Linked DNA regions of Oryctolagus cuniculus: region 2 is linked to region 1. The links are chromatin contacts, called in public Micro-C maps. All regions are on one chromosome and are shown on one strand. Each heading gives the region's core, a stretch centred on a gene start, on an enhancer-like site or on the middle of the called end of the contact. The rest is flanking DNA. Distances are from core to core; before and after follow the strand shown.

Region 1 (2,700 bases), core at 125-2,624:
ACAGATGGAGGTCTCTGACGCCTGCCAGGGAGGGAAGGTGCGGAGCTGCTGGGGTTCTCACACACCCGCATCCTCAGGGATGAGCACCCGAGCAGGCTTTATTTCCTTTCATCCCTTTTATAAAGACAGGTTCGCTTTGGACCCAAGGAGTTTGTGGCATCTATGATCGAGGGAGGGATGGTCATCTTCAGGATGTCAGCTTTATTCTCCCAGAATATTGATGATAAATCGAAAGAGAAGAAAGCGTCAATTATAGACTCCTGGTATTGACATAGACCGTGGGCACTGGTCTCTCCTCCCACCATTTCAGACAAGTCCATCAGGTTGTGCTGGGGATATTCCCAGGGAAACCTTTGTATGCCTCCCATTATTTAATGGCATTGAATTGTGTCCTTTACAATGTTTATTTATTTGTTTGCAAGACAGAGACAATGTTGCATCCACAGATTCACTCCCTAACTGCCCACAACAACAGCCCTGGCTGGGCCAGGGCCCAAGCTAGGAGCCTTGAATTCAATCCACGTCTCCCGTCTCCCGTGTGGGTGGCAGGGACACACACAGTCACTTGAGCCATCGCTGCTACCTCCCAGTCTGCACTGGCAGGAGACTGGAGTCTGGAGCTAGGGGTCAGGAATAGGAGCTTCGAAATGGGATGCAGGCATCCTAGCTGGACACGTTTTTCCTTCATTTCTGGGAGACGCCTTGTGTGCATGGGTTTGCACCGAGATAAATGTTTTCAGTCCGTGTGCATGCACTTTCTGAGGTACCCTCCAAGTGCACTAATGGCCGGGGCTTACTAAGCTATAACTTCCCCGAAAATGGTTTCATTGTTTCCTCCACCCTCACCCCTCCCCTGCAGCTGCCTTTTCCAATCCAGTGCTGAGTGACACCCCGCAGGGTGGCCTCTTTGTGGAGAGTATGCGGATTCCCCAGTCCTGCCCAGCCTGGCAAATTCCGTCCCGGTGGAATCTGAGCAGGTTAGAGCAACTCCCCATCTTTGGTGCTTCCCGTGTTGCAGAGCAGCCTCGCTCTGTCTCGGAGCTGTGCTTGGGAGGATTCATTCGGCTCATCTCCGCCAAGCTGCCCCCTTTCCGCCCTGCCAAGCCCCTTCCGCACCCCCACCCCCCCAGCAGATTGTCTTCGGCCACAGCTCAAGCGAGGTTGTGTGGCTCTGGCTTTTCTTCTGGAAAAGTGACTCAGCAGTGCCAGCTCAAAGCCCTGCTGACTCTTCCCGACCCAGGCTGCCCCATGCCTCCCTCACATGCCCAGCCCTGTCCTGCAGCCAGCCCGAAGGGGTGTGAGACAAGAGGGGCCGGCGATGGGCTTCCTAACCGGGTCAGACTCTCCCTACACCAGGAGCAAAAGACACGCACGTGCCTGCAGCTCGCTCCCGGGCAGGCACTTGGTCAGCCCCCAGGGGCAGCCAGGCTGTGCTCTGGTGGTGGGGTTGGCTATCCCGGCCGTGAGCCACGCTCTGTTCTGTGCCCTGTGCCCTTTCTCTACTCTGCCTTCCCCAGGACTCTGCTGAGAGCCGTAAATGCCTTCTTGCCATTCAGCAGCTCTCCCTGGAATATTGATGGAATCAGGAATGTCCCGTGGCCTGGTTTCCTCCCCTCCTGGCTCGCCACTGCCAGCTCTGTCCTTTGTTTAATGTCTGAATTGAATGAAAGGGCAAGGTCATTTTCTTTGCCCAACAGCGAAAGCCAGCTATTAGGAAGGAAATGCACTGTTCTCTGGCTCCCGGAAGAAAATCTTATTAAATGTCTCATTGCTCTGTCTATACAGATAGTTCTCTTTCTACGAAATCAGATTTTGGGAAAGGAAAAGATATGTCAGCGATCACTTACATTTTGATGAGTTTCAAAGTCCTGTTGTCTCAAGACTTACACAGGATCGACTTAAACTCTGTCATCCAGAACCCGTGACAACTGCAAGTCGCTGGATCGCACCCCCCTTTCTGCACGCAGTATCCCCCTTCTGTTTTCACACAGATACAACTGCACGTGAAAGCCTCAGCATTGTTTGTGCTACTGTCTTAAGACCCTTAGAGAAGATCTGCGGTTTTCCAAGGACCCTTGCGGCCATGTCACCATTGGAACCTGGGACTGTGAACACAGAGACCAACCTTATTCTGCCTCTCCTGGCTGCACAGAGGAATGACTGGGAGACCAGTCAGGCCTCGGGGTCAGGGCTGACCTCAGAGTTTAGCCTCCCAGAGGCCTCCAACCCATGCCTCTGCCTTTGGGTAGAGCAGGGTGGACTTCCAGATGGTTTGACAAGGCACTCAGGAATATCGCTATTTCTGGAGGGCTTCCTTTTTCCAAGCACTTTGCCGTGTTGATGGCAATTACTCATCCTAACTCTATAAAGAACAGGAAAATCTCCATATTATAAATGAGGAATCTGAGGCCCAGAGAAGTTAGTATAGTTGTCCAAGGTCACACAGCTCCTCCACGCCGGAATTGGTAAGCAAACACAGGTAGTAGAACTGTAGCACTCTTGGCCAGCGCCGCGGCTCAATAGGCTAATCCTCCGCCTTGCAGCGCCGGCACCCCGGGTTCTAGTCCCGGTCGGGGCTCCAGATTCTATCCCGGTTGCCCCTCTTCCAGGCCAGCTCTCTGCTGTGGCCAGGGAGTGCAATGGAGGATGGCCCAAGTGCTTGGGCCCTGCACCCCATGGGAGACCAGGATAAGTACCTGG
Region 2 (2,918 bases), core at 176-2,675, 80 kb before region 1:
CACTTGGATCTTCATGGAGCCGTCAGCTGAGTGGCACTGGGAGGAGGTAGACAGAGAGGGACAGACAGACAGACGGACAGACGGGCGAGGGAGGAGGTGAGGTGAGAACAAAGACAGCCAGAGCCGGCAGTGGCGGGAAGGGGGCGTGGCGCAGTAAGCACGGGTGCCAGGCTTTAGTCCAGTTTATTGGAGCAAAGGTTCCATTTGGAAAATGCTGGACACTCTGTGGCAGGTGCCCAAGAGCTGGCTGTCACCCAGGCCCTTGGGAAAGCAGCAGCAAGTGTCATAAGGGATTGGGAGCCCAGGGAGCTGAGCCAAGGCCAGCTCCTCCTTACCTGGGACAGGGCTTGTCTGTGCGCACATCTGGTGCGTCCCGGTGGGCCCAGGACACGCAGACCCGGCTCTGCAGGGCCAGAGGCCCAGGGGTCCTCTCCGCTCATCGTTCTCTCTTTCTCTCTCCCGGCTCCTGACTTGGCGTCCTCATGGAGCAGCCCCCAGGGGTGGATCCTGGCGGGGCCGGGGCTTTGCATCGGAAGCCTCTCCCGAGATGTCCGGCCATGCAGTGTGTGAAGGTTCAGGCATCAGGAGCCCCAGGAACACAATCCCATGGTGCTGCAGGATGATTTCAGTAGACTTCAGGGACGGGAGGAGAGTCACTGGCAGCATGGGGACAGGGCGTCTCCCCTTGTGGCATCGTGTGGCCCGGGAATGAACCTCACACTCAAGCAGGTGCCCGCGGCTGGTAGCACTCAGGCACTGAGTTCTACTTCTTAGCTGCCTTCTAGTTCTTTCTTGAGGGCCACCTGCCCTTTGTTTTCTCCGGATAAGGGCCTCCACCTAAATCTGTGTTCTGAGCTGGGCGCTTGGTCCTGGGGTTAAGATGCCATTTGTGCGGGGGAGCTGAGGGGGTATTATGGCTCAGTGGTTTAAGCCGTGGCCTGTGGTGATGCCTGCATGCCATATGGGTGCCAATTCAAGTCCCGGCTGCTCCACTTCCCATCCAGCTCCCTGCTAAAGCACTTGGGAAAGTGGCAGAGGATATCACAGGGGCTTGGCTCCCTGCCACCCATGTGGGAAACCCCGGTGGAGTTCCTGGCTCCTGGCTTTGATCCAGCCCAGTCTTGGCCTCTGTAGCCATTTGGGGAATAAGCCAGTAGATGGAAAATCTCTCTGTAGCTCCTACTTTGTCTCTATAATTCTGCCTTTCAAATAAATACTTTTTTTTTTTTTAAATGCCACTTGGGATGTATGTATCCCATATCAGAGGGTCTGGGTTCAAGTCCTGGCTGTCCTCTCCATTCCAGCTTCCTGTTAATGCAGACCTTGGGAGGCAGCAGTGATGGTTCAAGCGGTTATGTCCCTGCCACCCACATGGGAGACCCAGATTGGGTTCCATGTTCCTGGCTTTGTCCTGGCTCAGCCCTGGCTATGGTGGGCATTTGGCAAGTGAACCAGTGGATAGATTTCTCTCTCTCTCTCTCTTAAAGAAAATGAGAATACATAAATAAAAATTGTTGCAAGCTTCCTATCCTTGCCTCGCAGCCCAATGGAGGAGTCCCTATGGAAGCGCTCTTTGGCCCGGGAAGGCCACAGCCTGCCCTGCATTGCTCAGGGCCCTGACCACTTCCTAGCCCCCTCAGCTTGCTTTTCCTCTCTGCACGTGGTCACAGGGCGTCTGGCATGGGGCCAGGCCAGGTTTGTGCACTGAGCTGCTGCCAACGGCGTACTGGGGAGGAGGAGGAGGCGGCACCCGGAGCGCTGCTTCCCCGAAGCTCCTGAGTTTGCTGTGACTTCCTGGGGGAAAGACTGTGTGACTGCGGGTTAGGAGAGGTGGGGAAGTGCAGCCGGAAAGCTGGGAGACTCTCCCTCCGCAGAGACCGGGGCGCTGCGAGGCCAGCGTCCAGCAGCTGGTTGATTATCGCAGCCTGCGCGGTGCCAGCTCTGCCGCAGGGGTGGGCGAGGGATGGAATCGCAGCTCCCTGAGGCCCTGGCGTGGGTTCCCGGTGCTCACGCTCACTGCCAGCGCCTCTAACAGCACACCTTGTATCTCACAGGAAGTACTTCATTGAATCCCCAAAGCAAGCCAGGAGGCGGGGTGGGAGGGGGGGCAATGCTCCCCTCCTCACTGTCCATTTCTGGCCGCTTAGGTCCAGAGAGGTACCCCCACGTGCCCCAGATCCCACGGCAAAGCCAGGTCAGTGAGCGTCTTCTGAGCAGTTGCCCAGCCTGCTAATATCCCTGTCATTTCCCTTACGCCACAAATAGGAAGCACCGGGAAAGCATGGCGTCAGTGGCCAGGGATAAAGGCGCTTCTCCGCAACGTGGACTCTTTGGCCTTTTATGAAAAACCGAAGGCTGTTTCCTCCGATCCGTCTGGAACTAGGTTTTCTCCTTTCCCTGAGCGGCCACAGACGGGATTTGCTCTGCTTGTGGGTCATTGGCTGCCGTTTGCCTCGGGCTCAGATCAAAATAGAAAGCAAGCCAGAGCGCGGCGTTCTCTGTTCTCTGCGTGTTCCCAGCTTATTAAATCCTATTCATCTTTGTTTTCCATCATTTATTGTGAGTGTATGAGGCAGTCCTCAAAAAGTCCACGGAAATATGTATTTAAAAAAAAAAAAAAGTACGCATGCATTCCAAAAATGTTTTGCACCAAAATAAATGTATCTTTGAATTTCCTCTCTCCGTAAGCCTTTTTGGAGTTCTTGGTTTGACGCTGCGTGACCCACCTTCCTGTCCGCCACTGACCCCGAGGGTGCAGCGTGCTGAGACCAGTCCCAGGCTCTGCACCTGCAGGAGGAAGATGCCATTCTTGGGACCCTTGCCCCTGTCCTCTCGGGCCAGCAGGCTTTCCAACTTTCTTTGGCTAAAAAAGGCCAGGAGAATGAATGGGAGAGAAGAGAAGCTGAAGTCCAAGCTGT

Evidence for each region. Hi-C and Micro-C count contacts between places; a contact is called where the count stands out from the background.
Region 2: a Micro-C map of ear pinna shows a contact between it and region 1, with 2.2 times the contacts expected there. The contact joins two enhancer-like sites. A contact is called at or near these places in 2 of 6 Hi-C or Micro-C datasets (ear pinna and an unstated tissue).

Annotation. Positions count from the first base shown.
Region 1 is chr20:9,009,260-9,011,959 of mOryCun1.1, reverse strand. The region is part of intron 12 of PRKCH (protein kinase C eta); the gene reads left to right. Among named protein-coding and RNA genes, the nearest start is that of HIF1A, 190 kb to the right of the region's middle. Within about 2 kb of position 1,374, at least 2 of the 8 cell types and tissues checked have an H3K27ac peak or open chromatin away from gene starts, as enhancers often do. A contact at or near this core is called in ear pinna, where this site is marked.
Region 2 is chr20:9,089,223-9,092,140 of mOryCun1.1, reverse strand. All of the region lies in intron 9 of PRKCH (protein kinase C eta), which reads left to right. Among named protein-coding and RNA genes, the nearest start is that of PRKCH, 180 kb to the left of the region's middle. Within about 2 kb of position 1,425, at least 3 of the 8 cell types and tissues checked have an H3K27ac peak or open chromatin away from gene starts, as enhancers often do. A contact at or near this core is called in ear pinna, where this site is marked.